2 separate regions of the Mus musculus genome follow, and region 1 is linked to region 2. A link is a contact called in public HiChIP or PLAC-seq data. All regions are on one chromosome and are shown on one strand. Each heading gives the region's core, a stretch centred on a gene start, on an enhancer-like site or on the middle of the called end of the contact. The rest is flanking DNA. Distances are from core to core; before and after follow the strand shown. Region 1 overlaps Rundc3b (RUN domain containing 3B). Region 2 holds the start of Rundc3b (RUN domain containing 3B).

What was found. HiChIP or PLAC-seq counts read pairs in DNA pulled down with a chosen protein or histone mark.
Region 1: an H3K4me3 HiChIP or PLAC-seq map of embryonic stem cells shows a contact between it and region 2, with 16 read pairs. The contact joins the enhancer-like site here to the promoter of Rundc3b in region 2. A contact is called at or near these places in 4 of 39 promoter capture datasets (the C10 cell line, cranial neural crest and embryonic stem cells), 5 of 484 Hi-C or Micro-C datasets (embryonic fibroblasts, embryonic stem cells, nephron progenitors and 1 more), 3 of 115 datasets of contacts at active chromatin or transcription factors (CD8 T cells, the SCID.adh cell line and embryonic stem cells) and 2 of 9 other capture datasets (adipose tissue and embryonic stem cells).

The regions. Positions count from the first base shown.
Region 1 is chr5:8,485,389-8,490,392 of GRCm38.p6, forward strand. It overlaps Rundc3b (RUN domain containing 3B), which reads right to left. Exons shown (of 11, transcript NM_001347311.1): 11 at 4,948-5,004. Among named protein-coding and RNA genes, the nearest start is that of Slc25a40, 65 kb to the left of the region's middle. Within about 2 kb of position 3,478, at least 35 of the 459 cell types and tissues checked have an H3K27ac peak or open chromatin away from gene starts, as enhancers often do. A contact at or near this core is called in embryonic stem cells, where this site is marked.
Region 2 is chr5:8,619,434-8,624,652 of GRCm38.p6, forward strand. Rundc3b (RUN domain containing 3B) reads right to left here and starts at 3,519. Exons shown (of 11, transcript NM_001347311.1): 1 at 3,055-3,519. The coding sequence starts at 3,179. The region is part of intron 2 of Abcb1a (ATP-binding cassette, sub-family B (MDR/TAP), member 1A); the gene reads left to right.

The DNA of each region.
Region 1 (5,004 bases), core at 2,228-4,727, 130 kb before region 2:
CTCACTCATGTGCATGCATGTAATAAAAAATGGTAATGGCCACCAGAAAAAAGCCACACCTATATTAGAGATTCTACAAGGCTGGTTAGAACTTTTTGGTTGTGGTGAGTTGGGATATTGCAGATCCAAAATTGTTCTAGATTGCTTATTATTGCTGTGATAAAACACCATGACCAAAAGAAAACTGCAGAGAAAAGGGATTTATATGACTTACATATACCAATCATTGTCCATCATGAAGGGAAGCCAGAGCAAGAACTCGATGAAGGAACCTGGAGGCAGGAACTGAAGCAAAAGCCATAGAGGAATGCTGCTCACTGACCTGTTCCTCATGGCTTGCTCAGCTGCTTTTTTTCTTTTTGTTTGTTTTAAACCTTTAATTGATTCTTTGTGAATTTTACATCATGCACTCCAATCTCACTCATCTCTGTCCCTTCATATCTACCCCATCCTTGCAACCTCCCTCCAAAAAGAAGAAAAAAATCTTATGGAAGCTATAGTGAGTCCCAGTGTGTCACCTTTTAGTCCACACTTTGTGCGAAGGTTCATTGCAATGAGTCACTGGTTTGGTTTGAGCCCTCTGGCTCCCTGTAAGGTATCAATACTGAATACTATCAATACTGGAACCTTACAGGGACTAGATATAGCAAATTCTACAAAATCAACAAGATGACAGGACATAAATATGCATCACTCAACAATCACTCTATATTAATGATCTCAGATGGGCAGTGGTGGCGCACGCCTTTAATCCCAGCACTTAAAAGGCAGAGGCAGGTGGATCTCTGAGTTCGAGACCAGCTTGGTCAACAGAGCAAGTTCCAGAATAGGCAGGGATACACAGAAAAACCTTATCTTAAAACAAACAAACAAATTAATGGTCTCAATTCACCCACTGAAAAGACACAGTCTAAACTAGTGTATTAAAATACAGGCCTCATCCTTGTGTGTGTTCATGAACCTTACTTGATCATAAAAGACAGATAAAGCAGATAATACTTTAGAGGACAGAGTAGAGAATGGATTCCAGGCAAATAGATCTAGGAATAAAGGAGTTTTCATATCTGATAAAATAGACTTGAAACCAAAACTAGTTGGAAGAGATAAAGAAGGCCACTTTGTAATGACTAAGTGAACAATCCACCAAGAAGACATTACAATTCTAAACATCTACATAGCAAGTGTGGGTGCCTCTGATGTCATAAAACAAGACACCAGCAATGGTATAGTCAGCAGCATAATGGTGGGAGATTGTGATAGCCCATTCTAATTAATTGATAGATCATGCAGGCAAAAGGTAAACAGAACATATAAATTAAATGAGATCATATATCATAGATTTAAGAGACATCTATTTAATATTCTACTTGAACACTCAAGAGTTCATATTTTTTTCAGTAGCCCACGCAACTTTATCTAAAATAGATAATATATTAGGACAGAGTACACACTCTTAACAAATAGAGGGAAACTGGAAAAGCTCCTGTATTTTATCTGACCACAATTGACTAGAACTGCAGATTAATAGCAAGAGGAACTACAGAATAGTCACAAACTCAGGGAGACTGAACAACACCACTGAATGATAGATTGGTCAGTCAATGCAGAGATCAAAAAAAGAGATCAGCAATTTACAGAAATAAAAGAAAATAAAAACACAACAACAAAATCTTAATGACAAACCTGAGGGACCTGGAAAAACCAGAAAGACCAAACTCAAAATCAGTTTGAAAGAAATAATTAAAACAGGGCAGAAATAGATGAAATAGAAATGAAAAATTATAAAAATTACAAGGTCATTTGATCAATTAAGTAAGACTAAATTTGCCAAAGTATTTTCAGACCCAGAATAATAAAACTAGAGAAAAAGAGAGCCATTATGATAGATACAAATGAAATTCAAAAGAATTACTAGGAGTGATCTTAAAAATATATTCTGTTAAATTGGAAAGATCTAAAATAAATGGATGAATGTTTAGATGTATATGACCTACAAAAATTAATCCAAATGAGATAAACAGATAAGAATTAATAGAGCTGATGCAGTAATAAAAACATCTGGATTAAAAAAAAAGCAGGCAAATTCAGCTTTGTCTTGTACAAATACACTACAAAGACATCAGAACTTAGAAAATACTTAATGACATTAGTTAGTTGTCTTTTGTGAAACTTTAAGCACTGAATAACGCAGTGAAAGAAAACACTAGGCCTAAGACTCAGGAATAAAATCTGGACCCTGTCTCTGGACACCAAGATGCAGAACACCTATAAAAAGCAAGTTGAGCCAGTCAGGTACCATGCTACCCAGTCAGACAGACCACACCAGAGAAGACCCCCCAGCCAGTGTCATGCAGGCCTGGCTGGGTAGTCCATGCCTTAGGCAATCCATGTCCAGTGAATGGGTGGGACATAACACTCCTGAGATGACACCAGAAACACAGAGGCCCCAGGCATCATTATGATGATGAGCAAGTAGTGGTGGAGAGACAGAGAGGGAGAGGGATGTTTGTACAGTGAAGGGAGGTAGAACTGCTGAGAGTGTGAAGAACAGCCTGATGAGGGTGGCTGGTGATGCCACCTGGGGTTATGGTGGGGTCCTGGCCCATGCTGCCAGCCAGGGCCATGTCTAAGTTCATGGACCTGCAACAGCAGGGGTCTATTCCCACCAAAGGCCAGGCGGATGTCCATAGTCTCCAACTGCAGTACTCAGGAGAAGGGGCCCCACATCTCACCCAGGGAGCAGAGCAAAGCTGGCCCTGGTTGCTGGGGGGTTGTGAGTGAGCTGGTCCTGGGGTGTAAGTGTGGGAGAGCTGGCCTGGCCACTTGTCTAATGTGTGGTGCTGTGGCAAGGGAGAGATGCCCTCCCCCACCTCACCACCTATGGAAGATGGGAGAGCTGGCCCCCAAGGTCATGAGAGCAGGAGAGCTGTCTCCGAGCAGTACTCAGCAGGCCCTCCTGGTCAGCACAGTAGAGCTGTCCTTGGTTGCAAGGGGTCACATGTAAGCCAGTCCCAAAGCATGAGAACAAGAGAGTTGGCACAGCCCCTTGCTGGGTGTAGTACTTGGGAGAGCAGCCCACACCTCAACTGGACAGCAGAGCTGGCCCTGCTGGGTTGGGATGAATCGGCACGAGGGCATGAGAGTAGAAGAGCTGGCTCTGCCTCTTGCTGGCTGCAGCATTGGGTGGGCTAGTCAGTGTTCTGCCAGAGAGCTCTCCCATGGTGGTTTCAGTATGGGGGAGCTGGTGTACTGACCAGCTCAGCTACAAGCCAGGCCCAAATCCAGGACTTTAACATTGACCCTCCCCAACATCTACCCCATCTATGAACTGTCGAAGAGTGCGAAAGGGCCAGTCCTGCAATCCAAAACTACAGGATCTCCATGACACAGGGCAGTGACAGGATATCCCAGAGGAGTCCCAGGGAGGCTCCAGTATTGATAGTATAACAGAAGCCAGAGTTCTGGAACCAGACCAATAGATGCACTGCAGAAAGCATTTGCAAGTAAAGCTGCTGAGACAAAAGGGTGTACTGTGGGATACACAGCTGCACAATACAGCTTCCACAATAAGAACAAAAGGGTGTACTGTGGGATACACAGCTACACAATACAGCTTCCACAATAAGAACAAAAGGGTGTACTGTGGGGTATACAGCTACACAATACAGCTTCCACAATAAGAACAAAAGGGTGTACTGTGGGGTACACAGCTACACAATACAGCTTCCACAATAAGAACAAAAGGGTGTACTGTGGGATACTCAGCTACACAATATAGCTTCCACAATAAGAACAAAAGGGTGTACTGTGGGGTTCATGGCTACAGAATACAGCTTCCACAATAAGAATTTTTTCATTTGGGGTAGATCTAATATATTTAAATGTTTTATTGTCTCTGGTTGCCTTTATCTTGTCAGAAAGAACAAAGAGCACTACTAAACTCATTTTATGAAACCATAATCAACCTGATACCAAAACTGCATGAAGACATAATAAAAAAGGAAACTATAGTCCAGTCTCCTTAATGAACATAAATCAAAAAAATCTGCAGAAAACACTTGCAAATTGAATGTGAAAACATAATTTGATTTGCAATTCTTACTGCAGATAGAACACTTTGCCAGATTGCTGAAACATGTCACCAGACTCTGAGGGCCACTGCCTTGTTAACAGGAAAAGGGCTTATACACAGTTTAGGCTGAGTTTAATAAAAAAAAAAAAAATCAGCTACTCTCTGCCGTGCCTGTATCTATGTTACAACACACAGTGGGGGAAGCCAGGAAATACACTGTTCGCTACATATCATGTATATAGATATGTAGACTGATACATACTGTGATGAGAAGGACTCTTTGGAAAGAATCCCCAAGTCCGTTATACATCAGTCCTGGTGCTCCTGGAGAGGTTCAAAAAAATGAATAAAGGAATATAGGAGACATCTGTTTTATACTCAGTGCCTTATATTCTTTACTACAAATTTTAATTACATCATATGGCCACATGATGGCAACATGTTAACATATTTCCAGGCCATGACTATAACCGTGTCCGGGTTTTGCCTGTAAACTACGAGTTGACTGGACTTTATCTTTCCCTCTACTCTTTGGTTCTTGAATTATAAGAAATTCAGAATATATCAGAATTTCTGTCAGTTTTATATTAGAGAGTTGTGATGTCACTAAGGGATAGGAATTTTTCAACTTCTCTCAGTTACTTGGGACCATTGTCCTATATGTAGTCAGTAACTCTCAAAATGTCATGTGCTATATAAGGAATATTTTAAAAGTATGTATAATATTCAATCTCAACAGAAGGGTTTTCTCCAATCATATCCATTAGTGTGTTGGATTTAATTAGTCCTCAATATTTATTCTATGTGCTGAAATGGAAGTTCAGTAAACACTTGAACCAGGTAACTATATTTGTCAAGGAAAAAGACCAGTACTGTATGGTTAAAAAAATCTTTAATATACATGCAACAAATATAGTACATCGAGGCAACAA
Region 2 (5,219 bases), core at 2,269-4,768:
TCATGGCTTGCTTTCTTGTAGAACCCAGAAGCACCTGCCCAGAAATTGTACCATCCATAATGGGGGATTGGAGGAGGGGGAGGCTCCTGCATCAATCACTAATTAAGAAAATGCTAGGGCCAGGAAGCCGGAGTGGGTGGGTTGGGGAGCAGGGTGGGAGAGGGTATAGGGGACTTTTAGGATAGCATTTGAATTGTAAATGAAGAAAATATCTAATAAAAATTGTTTAAATAAAAAATTAAAAAAGAAATATATAAAAAATCAGCCAAATCTAAAAAAAAAAAAAAAACAAGAAAGAAAAGAAAATGTCTACAGCTGGATCTTATGGAGGAAAATGTCTACAGCTGGATCTTATGGAGATATTTTCTCAAATGAGGATTTCACCTTTCTGATGACTCTAGCTGTGTAGCTGTGTCACGCTGACACAAAACTAGCCAGCAGACTATTGACTTAAAAGTTTGACAAAAGTTGTTTTAAAATGTTAAATATGAATATTTTAGAATTTTATATACTATTATAAACTGAAAGATAAATTAAATTTTAATTGTATTTGCCAATAAAACTAAGGCCAAAGAAATACACAGGCTTAAAAAGATATCAACTTGAGCTGTAGAGATGGTTCAGTGATTAAGAGTGCTGGCTGCTCTTCTGGAGGACTCATGTTTGTTTCCAGAACCCATGTGGCAGCTCACAACTATTTGTAACTCCAGTTCCAGGGCATCTGACACCTCTTCTGGTCTGGCCTCAGAGAGCAATTTACATACATAGAGCACAGTCATACATGTAAGCAAAACACTCATATACAATATAAAAATATTTGAAAAATGCATAAGCTTAATAACAACAGAAAAAAAATGACAAACATCTGAATTTATGTGGATAAAAAAATGTAGGTTAAAAAAGTCCAAAGGGCAGGCCCAGTATAAAGCACATGGCTCCGGAGGCTGAAACAGGAAGATCTCAGTGAATTTGAGGCAAGCCTAATCTACATAGCAAGTTTCATGCCAGTTAAGGTTACACAGCAAGGCCATGTACAGAAAAGGACGGGAGAATATGGAAAACTATATCTCAATTTTTCAAAGTTCTAAATAATGAAAAATATGTACACAAAATAGGGTAGCTAAAATCAGTGTATAAATTTTGGAGTTGTGTGTGAAAATTTAGAGTTCTCAAATAACCTATTTCCTCTCCAGTACAACCTATGAAAAAATAAACTAAATATTTATTTGGTAAGTATTATACAGTGGTTTTAGTCTACAATATATAAGAGTTCTCTGTAAAAAATTGAATTACACATACACACACAATCATAATGAACCCAAAATCAATTTAGTTCTTTTCCTGACTATCTTAAAGCCTAATTCCAAAATTCAAAACAGTAAAAAATATTGTACTTGTATATGTCATTAAATATACAGAATTGTATAGTTTTATGATATAGCACTGAAACTATATCTAACTTTTTAAGGGAAAAAACTTTACTGTGCAAGTATAAGAAATTATATGTAGTGGTTGGCAGTTTTGTTTGTTCTAGTTTTATAAATTCCCGTTTTTCCAGGACATCAATAAAGAATCACAAAATGGGACCACAATTCAAATGTTTGTTTAGAGAAAAATGCATGTGCCTCACCTATCTGCTACAAATATTTTTCTACCATTATCACCGTGCTCATATTTGGAAACATTAAAAACCAAATATGATCAAATGATGCTTGATGGCTATCATTCATTTTAAGTCCATTATTTGAAATTCCTAGAAATCTAGTCCAACATTATTGTATAGCTGACAAAACAATGAAGATAATGAGGAGATGGTACTAAGACACTAACTAATGACAACATTTGTTATGAGCTCGTTACATTTCCACTAGATCAACTTGGTCCACCTTCCAATGTTAAACCATCGGGAAGTTTGAGTCCGCTGAAGCTCTGATGCAGCATAAATGATTCAAGAAGCACAGGTTAGGCTGGAACCTGCTTTGAAACTCATTTCTTTAAAAAAATAATTTTAATATCTTTAAAAGATAAGACTACCCAACTAGCTTATTTTTCTATGAATCTAACATAGAAATTTGCCTCAATTTAAAACAATGTAATAAAGCCCATCTGTCCCAAAAGCTTGTATTCTACACAGCACAAATGATAAATATAGTCTATATTACTTTACCACTTACAATGCAAACTGTGAGCAAAGCTCTTCCTGAAAGATGAGCATTCATTAGAATCCAACTTTTTAAAAGTTGCTTAAATACTGAATGTCATTCCTACTACAGATATCTGCAATCTGCTTAAGATGCTAGCCACGATTTTACATAAGGAAAAAAAAAAATAGACATAAGCCAGAGAGGCAGGAAAGGTTTCATCATTTACCTGATAACAAGAGAATTATCAGTAGTTGATGATTAACCAGTATGATGGAACAAAATCATTTTTAACAGAGCGTATTGGCTCTGAGTAGTTACTAAGAGATGGATGCCTAGAATATTATAAGACTTAAAGAAAATTTATCAGCTTGTTCAAAATCAGTTTTTTTCTGAATTCTTGATTTATAGATAGTGATGATCTATTTCTATAATTCCTGGAGGAAGGGCTACATTTACAACCAGGAAGCACTTAAATAAATGCCCAAAAGGACTGACCAGGAGTCTTCCACAATTGCACAAGCACTGTAGTTGACAAGACTTAGATACCCAATACAGATAAGGGCCGAGGGAGAGGAGTGAAAATGCGTACGCCAACAAGCGACAGCAAGAGAACGCACAGGGATTTGGGGACATCTCAGTAACTACTACAGCAGCTGGATGCTGCTCTTCCTCCGCCCTCTTCTCCTCAGACGCAAGCTGGCCGGTTCCAAACGGTTCCTCCCCGGCTCCGCCCCGGCCCTCCCCGGGCAGCCTCCAAGCGAGGACCCTGAGACGCGAGGGCTAGCCCACGGCCTCGCGGGGAGAGGCTCCCGCCCCTCTGCAGGGCCCCGCTGGCCCGCGGACACGCGCGGCACGGGCCGCAGCGCCGAGCCCCAGCACCTCCCTCAGCCCGGCGCCCGCAGCCCCGCACCTGCACACGGTGATCAGGTTCCTCCTCTCCACCGCAGCGTTGCGGGCGCTCAGGCTCTTCTTGCCGCCGCCGCCGCCGCCGCCGCCGCGGCTCCCGCTCAGGCCCCCCAGGCTCCGGGAGGCCATGGCGGGCTCACCTCCGCGCCCCCTTTGTCTCCAGCGGTCCCGCAAGCCTCGCACACCTGTGTCCCCCGGCCTTCTCTCAACGATGGCAGCCCGCCGGGCGGGAGAGAGGCGAGGAAGGAGGCGCGGAGTAGGCAGGGTGTGGAAGGCAGTCAGTCGGGCACCGGTACCCAGGCTCCACGCGCGCGTGCACACACACTCACACACGCTCTCTCACACATACACACGCGCTCACTCACACGCACGCACGAGCCACCTCCACCCTCGCTCGCGCGCGCGCGCGCCGCCGCCGCCGTCCACGAGAGAAGCGCGCGCGGGCGGGCGGGCGGGAGGGCGGGCTCCGAGTCTCCAGGGACGCCGCACCAGCGCCCGGGCGAGCCTGTCACCCCGCAGGCCTAACCGCACGTCATTCTTCCAGCAGGGCGGAGCCGCTGAGGTGAAGCCCCCCTCCCCACGCCTGTCTCACTCAGCCCCCGCCCCCTGCACCTATGGGAACAAGGCCGCTACGGAGAGAGCCAATGACGAGAGGTGGGGGCGGGACCCGCCCCAGGAGCTTTTAAAGAGGCTCGCTTAAGCCCCGCCCTGGCGCGTGGGCCTCTGTCAGAACGCGGGTCGGCTCGTGCAGCACCTTGGTGAGCCCGGCGAGGCAGCCTTGGCTTGGAAAGCCGGCTTTGCTGTGCCTACTCCACGGTGACTGTGGTCCATAGTCACCCTGACAAGGCTAAGTTCATGGCAGATTCCTGGTCCTGAGGCTTCAGTAGCCTCAGCAGGAGAATGCCATAGTTGGGTGGGGTGGGAAGTGGGGGTTACCTAGAATAGAAGAAGAGTTCCATTTGTCCCAAACGCCCCCTTTGAACCTGACAAACAACGACACAGTGGCATCAGGGAGTGCGCCCATGGCATTTCTCTTCCCGTGAATCTGGTCAGAATTCACCTCATCTTACTCAGTGTCCAGCACAGCCTTGAAACCACATTGACCATAGAAAAACGAGTGTAGTGGGGATGTCCAGTCTTGGGTTCTGTGCAGTGAGATCTGAACTGAATTGCAGCTCGTGAGCCATGGAGGAGGTTTGTCAAGGGCAGAGGGAAATCCTGCCTTGGAGTCCCAATAAGCCCCTTGGGAGGACCACTTTGTAGTCTCTACTTCTCTGGCTTTACCTCTGGCTTTACCTATGGGAGGCTACGGGCTTGAGACCCTGACCTCTGACATTCACCTCAGACTGCCTGTAAGTATGTCCAGACTTCAGGTTTTGTTTGTTTGTTTGTTTGTTTTTAAATTTTGAAAATCTAAAATCAGGACAAAGTCTCACCTCTACCTCTTAAATATAATTATGTTAAAATAAAAATTAATTATTAAGAAAATTTCTACAAGGGAGCTAAAACCATCCAGTGGAAAAAAAGACAGCATTTTCAACAAATGGTGCTGGCACAACTGGAGGTTATCATGTAGAAGAATGCAAATTGATCCATTCCTATCTCCTTGTACTAAGGTCAAGTCTAAGTGGATCAAGGAACTCCACATAAAACCAGAGACACTGAAACTTATAGAGGAGAAAGTGAGGGAAAGCCTCAAAGATATGCACAGGGGGAAAATTCCTGAATAGAAGAGCAATGGCTTGTGCTGTAAGATCAAGAATTGACAAATGGGACCTCATAAAATTGCAAAGCTTCTGTAAGGCAAAAGACACTGCCAATAAGACAAAAAGGCCACCAAAAGATTGGGAAAGGATCTTTACCTATCCTAAATCAGATAGGGGACTAATATTCAATATATATAAAAAACTCAAGAAGGTGGACTCCAGAAAATCAAATAACCCCATTAAAAAATGGGGCTCAGAGCTAAACAAAGAATTCTCACCTGAGGAATACCGAATGGCTGAGAAGCACCTGAAAAAAATGTTCAACATCCTTAATCATCAGGGAAATGGGAATCAAAACAACCTTGAGATTCCACCTCACACCAGTCAGAATGGCTAAGATCAAAAATTCAGGTGATAGCAGATGCTGGCGAGGATGTGGAGAAAGAGGAACACTCCTCCATTG